Linked DNA regions of Mus musculus: regions 2, 3 and 4 are each linked to region 1. The links are chromatin contacts, called in public Hi-C maps. All regions are on one chromosome and are shown on one strand. Each heading gives the region's core, a stretch centred on a gene start, on an enhancer-like site or on the middle of the called end of the contact. The rest is flanking DNA. Distances are from core to core; before and after follow the strand shown.

Evidence for each region. Hi-C and Micro-C count contacts between places; a contact is called where the count stands out from the background.
Region 2: a contact with region 1 is called in a Hi-C map of the N1E-115 cell line, with 3 times the contacts expected there. The contact joins two enhancer-like sites. A contact is called at or near these places in 1 of 15 datasets of contacts at CTCF or cohesin (large pre-B cells), 5 of 484 Hi-C or Micro-C datasets (the N1E-115 cell line, Sertoli cells, embryonic fibroblasts and 2 more) and 4 of 115 datasets of contacts at active chromatin or transcription factors (SST interneurons, embryonic basal ganglia, embryonic stem cells and 1 more).
Region 3: a contact with region 1 is called in a Hi-C map of the N1E-115 cell line, with 7 times the contacts expected there. The contact joins two enhancer-like sites. A contact is called at or near these places in 3 of 15 datasets of contacts at CTCF or cohesin (large pre-B cells, pro-B cells and stem cell-derived epiblast-like cells), 16 of 484 Hi-C or Micro-C datasets (the N1E-115 cell line, astrocytes, bone marrow-derived DN2 thymocytes and 8 more), 3 of 115 datasets of contacts at active chromatin or transcription factors (embryonic basal ganglia, embryonic stem cells and oligodendrocyte precursor cells) and 1 of 9 other capture datasets (embryonic stem cells).
Region 4: a contact with region 1 is called in a Hi-C map of the N1E-115 cell line, with 5 times the contacts expected there. The contact joins two enhancer-like sites. A contact is called at or near these places in 2 of 484 Hi-C or Micro-C datasets (the N1E-115 cell line and nephron progenitors) and 1 of 9 other capture datasets (embryonic stem cells).

The regions. Positions count from the first base shown.
Region 1 is chr12:109,391,849-109,395,431 of GRCm38.p6, forward strand. No RefSeq gene overlaps it. Among named protein-coding and RNA genes, the nearest start is that of Dlk1, 60 kb to the right of the region's middle. Within about 2 kb of position 1,648, at least 33 of the 459 cell types and tissues checked have an H3K27ac peak or open chromatin away from gene starts, as enhancers often do. A contact at or near this core is called in the N1E-115 cell line, where this site is marked.
Region 2 is chr12:108,983,256-108,986,838 of GRCm38.p6, forward strand. The region is part of intron 3 of Wdr25 (WD repeat domain 25); the gene reads left to right. Among named protein-coding and RNA genes, the nearest start is that of Gm52002, 60 kb to the right of the region's middle. Within about 2 kb of position 1,681, at least 39 of the 459 cell types and tissues checked have an H3K27ac peak or open chromatin away from gene starts, as enhancers often do. A contact at or near this core is called in the N1E-115 cell line, where this site is marked.
Region 3 is chr12:109,016,572-109,020,154 of GRCm38.p6, forward strand. The region is part of intron 4 of Wdr25 (WD repeat domain 25); the gene reads left to right. Among named protein-coding and RNA genes, the nearest start is that of Gm52002, 27 kb to the right of the region's middle. Within about 2 kb of position 1,655, at least 2 of the 459 cell types and tissues checked have an H3K27ac peak or open chromatin away from gene starts, as enhancers often do. A contact at or near this core is called in the N1E-115 cell line, where this site is marked.
Region 4 is chr12:109,109,334-109,112,916 of GRCm38.p6, forward strand. No RefSeq gene overlaps it. Among named protein-coding and RNA genes, the nearest start is that of Begain, 43 kb to the left of the region's middle. Within about 2 kb of position 1,733, at least 15 of the 459 cell types and tissues checked have an H3K27ac peak or open chromatin away from gene starts, as enhancers often do. A contact at or near this core is called in the N1E-115 cell line, where this site is marked.

The DNA of each region.
Region 1 (3,583 bases), core at 398-2,897:
CATCTTCTTCTTCCATCTGTGCTGTAGATGGCCAACTGCAACTGGGGTCAAGATAGTGTGACAGACAACATGTGACCACCACTAGAGACCAACCAGATGCTTCTAACTGCGGTACCACTTGCTAGCCAGGGGACCTCAAGCAAATTGTTTAATCCCTCTGTGCTTTGTTCTTCTTGTCTGTTTATTAGGGATAATAATACCCCACCTTGGGCTTAGTTACCGGAGTGTGACATATGTAAGCTATACAAAGCTGCACTTACTCAGTCCATACTCGGGGCTGAGTCATGGAGAGGGTCTTGAGAAACCAGAAGAGGGAGATAGCAAACCACCAAGACTGTGGTGGTTTGAATATGCTTATTCCAGGGAGTGGCACTATTAGGAGGTGTGGCCTTGTTGGAGTGGGTGTGGCCTTGTTGGAGGAAGTGTGTCACTGTGAGGGTGGGCTTTAAGACCCTCCACCTACCTGCCCGGAAGTCTTCTAGTAGCCTTCAGATGAAGATGTAGAACTCTCAGCTCCTCCTGCACCATGCCTGCCTGGATGCTGCCATGCTCCTGCTTTGATGATAATGGATTGAACCTGTGAACCTGTAAGCCAGCCCCAATGAAATGTTGTCCTTAGAAGAGCTCCCTTGAATATGGTGTCTCTTCACAGCATCAGTAAAACCCAAATTAAGACAGTGACCCAGGTGTCTCCAAGCCAGGACTTGCACTTGAAGCCATGGCAATTGGGTTGAGGCTGGCACCCAGAATGGGCAGGCAGGGTTCAGCGAGGAGGGAGAATGGAGGCAGCTATGTCCAGGGACCACATTGTGAGGTATAAAGAAATGTGCTGGTTCCCCCTGATTGGGGAAACTTAGGTCTGTGGAGGTAACAAGCTATCCAATATCCTGAGATATGGACATCTCTGATTTTAACATTGAGCCTAGGTCTCAGCTCCTATACAGGTAGTGCCGTCCCAAGTCCCCAGCTCCTGGTGCATCTGGCCACCTATGTCAGGCTTCCATGGTAACTCAAGGTAAAGTTCCCAGAGCACTGTTATCCCCACTTGTAAGCTTGTCTCTTCTTGCTTTCTTTCCATGCTGGCTGGAGTCCCAGCCACATGTGAAATGGTCAAAGTGGCTGCTGGTCACCCACACTGTCCCTGTGATCAGAAAGGAAGAGCCCTACCTGTGTCCACACAGTTGGAGTCAGACATTGGGGTTTGAGTTAACATAGAAGGAAAGGTGCCCTGACCTCTGTCTGTCCCTTGGCTGCCTATGGCAAAATGAGCAAGGAGACAAACAGACAGAGTGTTGTCAGAGCAGGCTGGCTGGCCTGGCTGGATACAGAGACACTGACTATGAAGACTGAATGGGCAAGAGCTGTCCCTTTTGAGAGTGACTAAGGGGCTACATTTGAAGCCCACAGCTCACCCTACCCCTCAAGGGAAGCTAAGTCAACCAGCCTGGATCTGAAGAACCAGGGAGGCTCGAAGTTGCCCTGCTAGCCCCTGGGTGACCTGTCTGCAGGCCACAGGCTGTCCTAGTGTGCTGTGCTAGTTTAAACTTCCAGAAACCTCTTTTTAAGCTTCCAGAAAGAAGGAGGGAGGTAGGGAAGGCGTTGTTTTCGTGCCTCTCGCTTCATTTGCATGAGGTGAAAAATGTTTCCATAGAAACAACCAGAGTCTGTAATTTTTGAATAACGATTTCTGTGCCAAGCACAACCTGTCTTGTCTGGATGGGGAATTAAGTCTCACAGCGTTTCCCCATAACAATGGTAAAGTTGCCCCAGCTGGTAGAAGATAGAAAGAGGGTAGTCTGAGCCCCAAGACCCGACCTGCTCAGCTTCAGTTTCCCCCTCTTGTGAAATGCGTCGAGTAAAGACAAGATCTGAACCATACTGAGCAAACCCTCAGCATCTCCGGGATGGTACAAAGACTGGGTCTCTGGGTCTCCTGGTCCCCAGTCTTGAGTGGCCCCCAGAAAGCCTAAACAGCATTCTCATAAGTTTTTCAGAGGGGCGATAGCAGAGGGCTGTGCATCTCCGACCCTCTGGACTACGGAGGAGCATTCTGCCTGCCCCGCGCTCACAGCCAACTGCAAGCCTCCTCTGCGGACATCCCCTGCCGGCTGCCCAGCCCCGCTCACCCAAGCGAAGGAAGCGGCCTCGCCTGACCGCCTCTGCCCCCTGGTGGCCTGAGGGCACCACGCAGCCACTCACCCCCAGGCCCAGAGGACTGCATGGCTACCTCAGGCCCCACTGGAGATATCCTCTCTCTGGGAGCTTTGAGGAGGCCACCACAGCCACAGCAAAGCTCTGAGAGGGACCCCAGAATCGAGGACCGCTAGCTCTCCTCTCCCAGTCTCAGCGCAGGCGACCCTCACACATGATTTGATGGAGGGGCATCCTGCAGAACCCCACATTGCCAACATCCTCTGAGAGTCTCTTTCAGGATCTCAGTGTGGAGAGCTTAAAACAGAGCAAACTGAAGACTACAGACTGTAAGGGGGCAGGGGACAGGACTCTTCTGCTCCCCTATATTGCAAATGGAGACACTGAAGACCTGAGAGAGACCGGCATGTTTATCCAGGGACCCTGCGTGTTCCAGCCATCCCGAGGCCACTTCTGTGGTCCATCTTCTATGCTTGCTGTCTGCAGACAGCAATCAGAGGCACCGTCCTTGTTGTCAGGGGCTGCCTTTATTTATCCTCATTTAACCGTGGGTTGGAATATTGTGCTGGGACTGAGCTGAGCCGCAGACATGCTCGGCGTCTGCCTGGCTTAATTATAGCCCCAGGGGCTGGGAGCAATGAGCCACGCGCCTCCCGCTCCAAGGCAGCAAGCTGGTCTTCAGATGTCCTTCCCTTCTCTCTCTTTAAATACCAGTGTGATGTGTCCCTGGTTACACTCTAATGATGGCCTGCTGGAGACTGACCTTCTGTGGCTGGAACATGTGCCATTGTCTCCAGGTTATGGGTAGGGGTCAGTGATGAACAATGAGGTGGGGAGACATTGTTCAGAAGATCCCAGAGAGCACCTGGCACAGTCCTCCTGCCACTGAGGATGGGGCCAAGACAGAGCAGAGATGGGCTAACAGTGTCTCCGAGGGCTGTCCATCCCCCACCCCACCCCCAAATGCTGTGATGTGTGTCACCTGGATGTCATCCACCAGTACAGGGAAAAGACTAAAGATGGGAGAATCACGGCCTTCCAGCTCAGGCCTCAAATACAGCAGGACAGCTGTCAGTCACAGATGGCCTGGGAAAGCCAGAAGAGACTTTGAGGGACACAAAGGTGGGGCCTATGCTACACCACTATGGTGTAGCCCAGAAGCCACTAGTGGGCGGGTGCCATGTCTATCCATCTTTGAGGGTACCACGGTGCCAACTAAAAGCCAGTGGAGGTCTGGAGATGAGGCTCTGTTGGTAGAGTGCTTGCCTAGGATGCTGGAGGCTCTGGGTTTGAGTCACAGCACCACAGAAGGATGCTTGTAACCTCAGCACTTAGGAGATGGAGATGGAAGAACCCAGGATTCACAGTCCCTCTTAGCTATACAGTGTGTTCAAGGCTAGCCTGGGCTAAAAGGAAACTTTGTTTCCAAAAT
Region 2 (3,583 bases), core at 431-2,930, 410 kb before region 1:
GTCAACACATGGACTAGTGTGCCTTCCCACACCCCTCCCTGTCCTGGACAAACTAGCTTGGCCTAACTTTTGGCAGAGTGCTTGGCTGTCTCCAGGCAGTGTCTCAGCATCTACAGAAAACAGGCTCTGGGAGGATGGAGTGCCTGCAGGATCTTGACTGACCTCTCTGATTGAGTGGCAAGCTGAAGTATGCTTCTTGAGCTGTGGACAGCTATGTTCCAGCAGGAACAGGGCTAGCCCTGACAGTTTCAGAGCTCTTGGTATAGGAAGAGTGAAAAGTGTCCATATGAAGGCCGTGGCGAAGAGGCTTGGAGGAGAGACCATTCGAGAAGGCTCTGTCAGGCTAAGCCTCTGAAGTGCCACTAGCTCCCATGGGTGCTTGAAGCAAGTGGTGTGCCGCAGCCAGGGCCTCTGTAGGTCTTCAAGCTGTGTGGCACACTTGGGTTTCCCCAGCACACTTCAGGAAGACGTTTAGTGCCCCTGAAAACCACAAAGGAAACAGTGAGCGCTGGCTGTTGCAGCCCCCAAGGGGTAGGCTTGTTCTCAGACTGGCATTTGTGTCTGTTTGCCACTGAGGGCTTCTCCAGCAGGGTTCAAATTGATGATGGTCCCTGGCTACTGTCCTTCAGGTACACCTTTGCCCACCCCCACCTTTTTTAGCCATGTCACAAGACCCTTTCTTTAACCCCCTTCTGCATGTGTCTGCCATCTGTGACCCCTTCTCCTGGAAACTAAGCATCCTTTCACTGGCTCCCATCTAGGGAGGGCTTCTTCATCTTCATAAAGCAGTTCTTATCCATAGCTAGGACACTCATGCCAGCCCTCCTTATGAAGAAGATGACACCAGGCCCTGGCACGATTTTATTGATTGAAATGGGCTTACAGTAGCCATGTTTCTCCTCTGTGTGGGCAGCAGCCATCAAGGAACAACTGGTTCTTCTTAGGTTAGGCCCCCTTTGTTGACTGGCCCCGGATCTGAACTCAGTCAGGCCATGTTTGATGTTAGTATGGTGGCTTATGTGTTTCAACAAAGCTGCTTACAGCCAAACACAGCTGGTTTGCAAGCTAACTCCCCACCTCCTAATTTTAAGAAATGCAGTTTTGTCCAGCTTGATAATTGAAAGTGGCTGGGCTTGGAAGGAAAAGAATGGCAGCTGCCAGCTCCTGCAGCCACCATCCATGTGGCCGTACTGTCTGTCAGGTCCAGGGCTTGCTTCTGCTCTTCTGTGTCTGCTCTCACACCCACCCCTGAAGGGCAGTTTTGAGCATGGCTTTGCAGTAAGGCTGTCAGGCTCTGAGCCCAGAGCGTGCCAGTGGGCATGCAGACAAGGCCTACCTGGCCCTCAGCCCGCATCCTGCCTGGCCTCTGCCCCCTTGCCCGCATGGCCCTGATCCTGCTGCACAGAGGGTGATTTGAACGTTAGCAAGCTTCTTTTCTCCTTAACTTTGAGTCAGGATGGTTACATTTACAGCTGGCTGAATACTTCCCAGAGGACGCTGTAACGATATTGATTTTAGCGAGATGAGTCATATGCCTGCTGCCTGGGAACATAGGCTCAATTACCACGGGCCAACAACACAAGCTTTTCCCTGTCAACATTTTCCCTACATGTCCCTGAGTCTGTGGCTAGGAACAAAGAGCCACGGAGGAGGAAAGGTCACGAGTCGCCGGTGGGTCTGGAGGTGGGATGCAGACAGAGGGACTCTGGGGTCAGACGAGCCAGTCAGTGTCTGTGTGGCTGGCCGTAGGGCCAGATGTCCTCTCCCTCACCAGACTCCCTTTCCTCAGCTCCGAGATGCAGATTAGTTCCTGCCCTTACCCAGGATTGCTGTGTGACAAGTGCAGGATCCAACCAGGCCTGCGGGGATAAGCTTACTGTACATGTTGGTCCCCCTTCCCACGTGTGACCTCAGAGTAGCATAGCCAAGGTGAGCTCCCTGCAGGGGGCATGGTCGTCCCTTCTCTTTCAAAGGGATCAGTACTTGGGTTTCACTTCATCTGAAGTGCCATTGATGAGTCAGGAGTGGTCTGGGAGCCAAACATGCTGAGTGAAAATGGAGGTGCATAGGCCCCGACTCAGCATTAGGCTGCCAGATGTTGTCACCCTGGCTACAGGAGGGGCTGCCCCAGGTAAGCTTGATTTCTATCCCAGCGCTCAGTGGTTGCCTGCCTGGGTCACCCAGCCCCTCAGTGGTACTGGATGGAGAAGCTATGGAAGTGGTAGTGTTTGGAGAGTGAGTACTCAGAGTTTCTGTGGAACCCTTGAACCATGGCTTTGCTTTAAAGGACGGTTTATTCTAGGGCTGTGGATTGAACTTGGAGCCTCAGACTCATAAGCAAGGACTCTGTGCTGACACCCCCCCCCCCAAGCCCAGAAACATAGTTTCTATTTGTATCATTATCGATCCAAAAGGGAAAAGAAGTAATTTTTCTTAACTCCAAGAAGATCCAAACAGTTTTTATACTGGTTGAGCTCATTATAACCAGATCAATACAGCCAAGTGCCAATGGATTACATATTTTAAAGCTCAATTTCCTATAAGCCTGCAGTGAATAAACAGAAATTCCTATAACAAGCAGACAAGCAAGATAGTCCCAAGGTGAAAGGTCTGTTACAGCTAGCCCAAGAAGAAGCCCCGCCCAGGGGGAGAACTGATAGACAGGCGACCGTTTGGGGGAGGTGAGAGAGTGCCACGGATTCCAGGAGAAAGACCTTCACCTCAGAGCGGCCAGTGCTCTTGGTCAAGCTTCTCCTTGCTGACTTATCTCCCGCCTTTCCTTTCTGCAAGGCTCCTCAGCAAAGGTGCAAGGCAGCCCAGGCCTGCTGTGTTCTCCAGGCCTCCCGGGAAAGCCCAGCAGTCATTAGTCTCTTAAGGTTCCCATGGTTAAAACCCAGCATCCCTTGGCTTTAGCTTTTAATTTAACCACAGATGAATTCAATAAGTTAGGGTTTAATTTTTCAAACAATAATGGCCCTCTTTGGTTGCTTCCTCCAGAGTGTTTTGCATAGCACTTAACGTTGAGTCCTCCTACCTGCCCGAGATGGCAGTGAAGGACCAACGAAGAGCCGGTCCAGGCCATGGGTCTGTCCGGCTGTCAGCTTATCCATCACCCTGCCTGTCTCCAGCATCCAGCTGGTGACGGTGGTGCTGTGATGCTGATTTCTGAACTGAGTCCTTGAGCAGAGTGGTTTCCTCTAGTGTTTCCCGTTAGGTACCTGCTAGCTTATTAGGAATATTTTAGCTTCGGGTCCCTTTAACAAAGAGGAAAGCAAAGTCCCAGCTCTTAGAAGTAGGAAGTGTACTCGACAGCCTCTTTCTAAGTGGAAAATTTTAATCTTTCAAAGACAGATTTTCTGCATCTTCGGGAGCTGAGGGAAGTGTGCTTTTCTGTTTTTTCTTGTTGGCGGGAAAACGTCAGTCATCCAACAGCTCAGCCCCCCACCCCCTTCTCTGTCGTCAGCAAGGTGCGTCATCACCTTCACACAAACATCTGTTGCCGTTTCAAATGAACATGGCTGGCCCTACACTGTGCTCCGAGGACCCAGGAACGCATCTGCTCCCCTCAGGGAGAGTGTTCCTT
Region 3 (3,583 bases), core at 405-2,904, 380 kb before region 1:
TGGCCTGAGCAGGGGGGCTGGCTGGTCACATTGCATCTGCGGTCAGAAAGCAGACAGTGAACAGGAAGTAGAACAGGCATGGAATCTCCAGGCCCATCTGTCAGTGACCCACTCCCTCTAGCAAGTCTCTGTCTTCAGAAGGTTCTGCAGCCTTCCCTAATGGCCTCTCCATCAGGGGACCCAGTGTTCACACAGCCTACGAGGAATTCCACGTTCAGACAACAGTGATGTGTTTACAGATGGCTCCAGGGTTAGTGGGCCGGCTCAGTGGGTAACGTCAGTGGGTAAAGATGCCTGCCATGTCAGTCTGACAGTCTGAGTTTGACTCCCGAGACCGACCCACATGGAGGTGGCGGGGGAGGACCAGCCCCACAGAGTTGTCCTCTGCCTCGCACATGCAGGTGCTAACATGTGTGATATAAATCACAGTAGTAAATTGTAAAGCAATGTAAAATGAGAGGTTAGAGCTCTGGGTGGTGACTGTTAGGAGATGGAGGTTCTTTCAAGTGGCGTCAGAGGGGACTCGTCAGGACCTCCCTCTCTGCTCTTCCATGTCTCCTGCCCTGTGGAGACAGTGTTTGTCTCCTCTGCTCCCTCTGCCTGGTGCGATGGCAGGAAGGTGCAGAACCCTCACACACACTGTGTCTCCTGGTGCCTTGATCTTGGGCTTTCCAAACTGCAGAACTGTGAGAAATATCATTGTCTTATTCCACAGTTACCCATGGGACTAGAGCAAGGCGGCTGACGCTGGCGACTTAGAGCAGATCTGATTCCTTCGCAGTTCTCTTGGTTTGGAGTTCACTGCTTCTATTTGAAGTTCTGTACTAGTTGCCTGAGGGCTAGGATTCTTCTGTTCTGCCATGAACAAACGTTCCCCAAAGAAGCTGTGATGAAGGAACCTTCTGCAAACCCTGTTAGCACATTAAAGCGTTGGTGGCCGTGGGTGGGGAGGTTGGAATGTTGCAGGTCCACAGCCTAATTACAGTTTGTCTTGAGTGATCTTTATTCTCCTACATAGCCGTTCCTTGCCCATTTCTGTGTCAGACCTAATGTCCTGTGACTAACAGATAAAAACCTTCAGAATGTATTAACTTTAAAATACCCTAGTTTCTACTAACCAAAAGCCAGAGAATAATCAGATGGCATCCAGTGCCTGTATTTGGGGTTCTCTGATTTGCTCTTCTGTTTCTACAAAAACTTTATGAAACTGCTTCTTAGGGAACATTGGAGTAGAATTGAAGGAACTCTAAATCTGTGTTATAAGTTTGTTTGTTTTTACGTTAATCTCTATTTATTGTGTTCGGGCACTATGTGGCACTGTGTGCCACAGTGAAGGTGAAAGGGCAACTTGTGGGAGTCAAGTGTTCCCCTCTCACCATGTAGGTCCTCGGACTTGAATGCAATCCATCAGGCTTGGGAGCAGGCACCGTAAGCTGCTGAGCTGCCTTACCAGCCCTGTGCTGAGGAGTTCTTAGCAGCTGCCCTCCTCACTCATGGACCTCTTTTCCGGAAGACTTATATACAGACTTTCAACTTTACCGCCCCGTGATACATGGTTATTATCTTTGGTGGGCATAGCTATTTTTATAAAGTTGATAACAAAGCTTGTTGTACATCTCACTCATAAGCCCTGTTCTCTCGGGTTGCCTTTGTAAATGGCTTGGTTTGTCCAGAGAAAGCAGGACGGTCCTTCCAGGACCCCCATCACCCCATCACTTGTTAGTTGTTGGTTTTGTGTCTCTGTGATCAAAGCACACGACGAGGAGCAATCCAGAGGAGGGCCGATGGGCTCAGGCATGGTGGAGAGGGTGTGGCAGGGCCTCAGTAGTACTGGGAGTGGGAGAGACGTCCATCACAGCAGACCTGAAACAGGGAGGCCAGAAGCCAGGCCCGCCCCTGGTGCCCCTCTCCTGAAGGTCCCCTGCTCTCCCTAAATGACACAACTGGCAGGGGGGATAAGCACTTAAACCATGAGCCTGTGTGGCCTTATAACCCCAGCAGGAAGCCACCCGGTCCTGAGGTTTTCACCCTCAGGTCAGTGGGAACATCCAGGGTCCCATCCGTCCCGTAGGAAGCTGCTAGTGTGCTTGGCCTGTTCAGGTCTGGTAGTTTATGTCACAGGCCTGTGTAGTGTCCTAACACGAAGAATGACCTGGTCCTGGTTTGTCTTACCTGTCAGAAAGATCCCTGGGCCTAACTGGGCTCCCCTGGCCGCCTGGCAGAGCTGGCCGCCTGGCAGAGCTGGCCGCCTGGCAGAGCTGGCCGCCTTTGCTCTGCACACTCTGGAAGTCGAACTATCGGCAAGTGTCTGGGTTGTGGTTGTGAGATAAGCTGACAACTCCATCTCTTAACTGTTCCTCTTCTCCACATTGGCCCTCCCAGTGTTAACGCAGCCACGCTGGCTTTCATTTGATTAGCTTTAATACGGTGCGCCTTTCAACCAAGCACTTTGAGTCTATCTGTTTGGTTTGATTTAAAGTGGCTTTCTGGTGATGAGCTCGTTGAGTCTTTTTTTTTTTTTTTAATTTTCATTTATTTATTCTTGAAACAGGATCTGGCCTCAGACTCCTGGATCCAAGCAAGCCTCCTAAGCAAGTTGGCCTGCAGGTGGTGGCACTACATCTTGCTTTGCTGGAACTTCAGGGGAAACAAAATAAATCCAATGTTATAGGTTGTAGTTAGTGGTTTAAATAATTTATATACAAAGTGATTATCGTGTGGTTAAATTGGGCCCTACCGTTTACCGCTTCCCATTTTGTCTTGCTTTCCTTTGCTGTTCTTCTCCTGTCTCCTGTGGATTACGTGAGCATTTTCTGTTGTGTCATGGGCTGTTCCTTGGGTGAGTGCCCCCAGGGCTCACATCTACTGACCTCCTCCTTTCTCCTTTCTTTCTCCTTCAGGAAGCCCACTGATGAGATAGTTAAGGCTGTATTCGTTTTTACTTTGGCATAGCAATTGTGTCATAACGGCGGGCTTGCTTAGGATGCTTGCTGATAGTGAGGCTCCACTGTATGGTTTCACTGTCCTGCCAAGCTTTCTGTAGCTGCTCATTGGACTTCCCAGCCCACCAGCTACTGCTTGGGTTTCTTCAGCCTTTTGAGTTTGGTCCAGAGCTTTTAGTGAAACATCTAGATGGTAGGCAAGTGGAAGGGACCCTTCTGGGCTTGGTGCACTGCATTTCATCTTACCGTTGTGCAGTGGTCCCCTGCCCCCATGCTGAGATAGTTCCATGGTCTGAATAGAATTCCTCTGCAGTGCCATGTATACCACCAGTACTGTGTGACAAACTGTCCCCAAATGTGTGCCACAGCTATGGCAGTTCTTAAAGTCCTGGACTCTCACTAGTGCTGTTCTCGGGAGCCTCGCTGGGTCTAGGGACCACAGTCAGCTCTCTGGTAGCCTTCAGTGTCCTCTGCTGTCAGTGGACAGAGCTGGGCAGTATCGATTGTTTGGTTGGTTGGTTCTTTGAGACAGGCTTTTCTGTAGCCATGGATGTCCTGGGACCAGCTCTGTACATCAGGCTGGCTTTGATCTTAGAGATCCATCCACCTACCTCCCAGCCGGCCAGCAGTGTTTTTGTTGT
Region 4 (3,583 bases), core at 483-2,982, 280 kb before region 1:
CACTCCTTCCCCTGTTTGCCCCGGTAAAACCCCCATCTGACACAACTGACTTTCCAAAGGACCCTTAAATTTCCACTTGAGCATGCTTCTCTTTGAGACATATCCTCAGTAACTTACTTCCTCCGGCTACATCCCACCCCCAAAGCAATGCCAACCGTGTGGATCATGTCCACAACATGAGAAGGTTTTGTTTTGTTTTTGTTTTTCTTATGTTCAAACGGTAGCATACCTTCCCCAAACTGAGACAGGATTTTGAAGAGCTGTCTAGACATCCATGTTTTAAGCAAGATACAGAAAAGCCAAAAGAGGGAAAGGAGCCAAGTGTCCCCTGAGAGAAGAATGAAGTAGGAAGAGGTGCTCTGTCCCCACAGTAGAATAAAAGGGGGTTCGGCTGCTTTCCACTCTGTGGATGAACTGGAGAACACTATGCTGAGTGAAATGAGCTAGCAGTGAAAGGACAAGTACTGTATAGTTTAGCTATAAGCACTTCCTGGAGGAAGCCAATTCAGAGACAGAAAGCAGAGGGGGGGGGGAGGGGGGGAGAGACCGTTGTTTAGAACTTCAGGTGTGAGGCTGAAGGTTATACACTGTGGGTATCACTAATGACACCGAACTATGCACACTTAAAGTAGACAAAAATATACATTTGGGGTTGCATGTTTTTCTCACACATTTTTTTCCTAATTCTGAAGAAAAGCAAAACAAAATCCGCCAATCTCCATATTGAAAGGTTTGCCTTGAGTCAAGCCCAGACCCCTGTAAGCATCTGCCCTCCCCATCTGAGCAGGCAAAGGCCCTGTGACCCTCATGCAGGCAACATAGAGGGCAGAGGGGCCAAAAGCCCTGTGTTGGCTCCTGTGTGGAATGGAGTGGCAGCTGGTGGTTGGAAGTGAGGGTGGTCACATGGGCTGCTCCCTCATCACACAGAGACGGCTCTGGTTGGTAGGACCATTCAGGGCACATTGTAAAGACACTGGACTTGGAGAGGAACTGTTGATGAAGTAAACGGATTCTTGTCTATGAAAACTATTCTTACATAGAGGGTGGGAACAAGGAAGAGGCAGATCACCTATGTATGAAATATATCATGTGTGTATAGAGTTATGAGGAGGAAAGCTGGGCTATCTCTCTATCCCTCTGTCCACTCACCGAATGGGAACGATGAGAATGACCTACCTTATTTAGTCCACGTCTCCCAGAAATCAGAGCCAGGGCAAGCATTGTCTAGAACTGACACTGGGAGAGAAGGGAAGTTTGAAATTAGCTTTTGTGGTTCCCCAGCTGACTTCAAAAGGGCTGCCTGAAAGTACCTGGAGGTACCTGCCTGGCTGTGGGTGGGAGGAGCCACTGCCCAGCTCTTGCCTGTTGCAGGCATCACATGAGCAGATCCTAACCAGGGAACTTGCACTGCTGATGCCTCTGTAACCAGTGGTAGGAACAGGGGCCCTGCAAGTCCTATGGAGGGAGTGATGGAAGTGTCCAGAAGCCCACAAATCTCAAAGTCTTTCCTCGAACATCCCGGGTCTCCTTTTCGTTAGTGAGAGGGAACCCCAAGCACTTTGATCCAAAATTTGTAGAGCTTGAGGTAAAAGTCAAGGCTCCCTGGGGAGGGTGGGTGTGGAGGCAGCCTCGCCTGTTGGGAGAACTTCTCAGTCAACTGTTGGAACGCAGAGAAGGCAGGCATTGTTCACAGGGCGCTGGCTTCACAACACTGGCAACTTGTGCTCAGCCGGCTTGGCGTGTGCGCAGGATCTGGGGCCAATGTCCCAAGGGGTTGCTGCCCAGGTGGCATGAATGGGACTCCATTCACAAGAAGGAGCCACTGCTTGTTGCTGCTCTGGAAGATATGCAGTTATGGAAAATGGTCTGGAGGCTGAGGAGGCTCTGGTACCCACCAGAACAGCCAACCCGGATGTTAGAATGCCCGGGTTGGCCTATTTGCATTTCTGATAGAGGAAGCTATCTTCTGTCACTCACACCCAAATGCCCTATCCCCTGAGGGGCTGTTAGGCCATTGCATCCCCGGGCCCATCTTTCTGGAAGGAAAATGGGGACGCCAATGTGTTTTAGGCCCTATAATCCTTTAGGGATGGAACTGATCTAGAATGGGCAGTGACTCTGCCTGGATGTCAAGTCTAGTGGATTGTGACCACTATCTAAGCCTTGGCAATTCCTGCCTGTGTTCTTCTGCCCTTTAGGAAACTGTTATGGTTTCCTATCTGCTCAGCACAGGGCGTGGTATTATTAGAAGCTGTGGCCCTGTTGGAGTAGATGTGGCCTTGTTGGAGTAGGTGTGTCACTGTGGGTGTGGGCTTTAAGAATCTCATCCTAGCTCCCTGGAAGCCAGTATTCTGCTAGCAGCCTTCAGATGAAGATGTAGAACTCTCAGCTCTGCCTGCATCATGCCTGCCTGAATGAGCCTTGATGATAATGGACTGAACCTCTGAACCTGTAAACCAGCCCCAATTAAATGTTGTCCTTATGGTAATTGCCTTGGTCATGGAGTCTGTTCACAGCAGTAAAACTCTGACTAAGACACTGACCCTTCCTCCAAGGTTTAGAAATGGGAGGCAAGGCTGGGGCAGCTCTACCTAGCCAGGCAGGCTTCTCTGCATGGTCAGCCGCCAGCTCTAGGAGTCCAGAACATCTGCCTAGGCAGGCAGCCAGGGGCTAGCACCACCACATGTCTGTATTGGCTTCTACAATGGGTACATGCATGCACTATGGTGACACGGACATGTGATGGAGGTACCGCTCCTGCTTCTTCAGATGCTTGGTAACGGTAGGTGAAGACAATGCCCGATTTTTTCAGAAAGTGAACTGATTTAGGATCCCGAGACATCCGGCCCTGAGGGTTCCGATAAGGATGCTAACCTACTTCATTTCGCAGAGAACCACCTTCTTTACTGGACCCAGAAAGGGGAGTCAGGGGGAGGGGTCTGCTCTGGGCCCCATGGAAGTTCAGCCAGGCAATCTCAGACACTTTGCTGTCAATGTTCACAGTGTTGTCAGTTAGAGCCCCCCAGGACCCAGAGTGGATGGATGCCCATTTGGGAGGAAGCTAGAACCCTGGGCTTTGTCTATTGTTTGTAGTTCTTTCCACCCCACCCCCCACCGGAGGTACTTGTAAAACACAACTATTTAGGGTGCCATTAAGGACCAGAAATGAGACTGACTTGATCCTTGCCCCAGCAAGTCCATAGTCTAGCTCGAGAAGGCAGCAGACAGAGATGGCCTGAGGCAGACCACTTCCAAGTTCCCATCCCCCCAGAACCTCTGATCTGGATTTGACCAGGAGCCAGGGCACCTCAAGTTACACCCTCTCTGCTGTCCTGAGCACTATGGGAAACTGGTTAGGCAGCCAGAGATGGGGAGCTGTCAGGCCTCTGGGCTTCCAGGGTTCTTACGCGTTAGGTCTGGCTTTTCTGCGAGTGCTTGCATTCATGTGGAACCTGGAAATTAATTAGCTCAGACATGAGCCTGGCCTGAGTGTACAGAAAGATGCCTCGTTAGCAGCGCTGCCCTTCAGCAGCAGGGAGGTTGGAACCACGGAGGCACAAAGGCTGGGCTCTGGCAGGGCCCT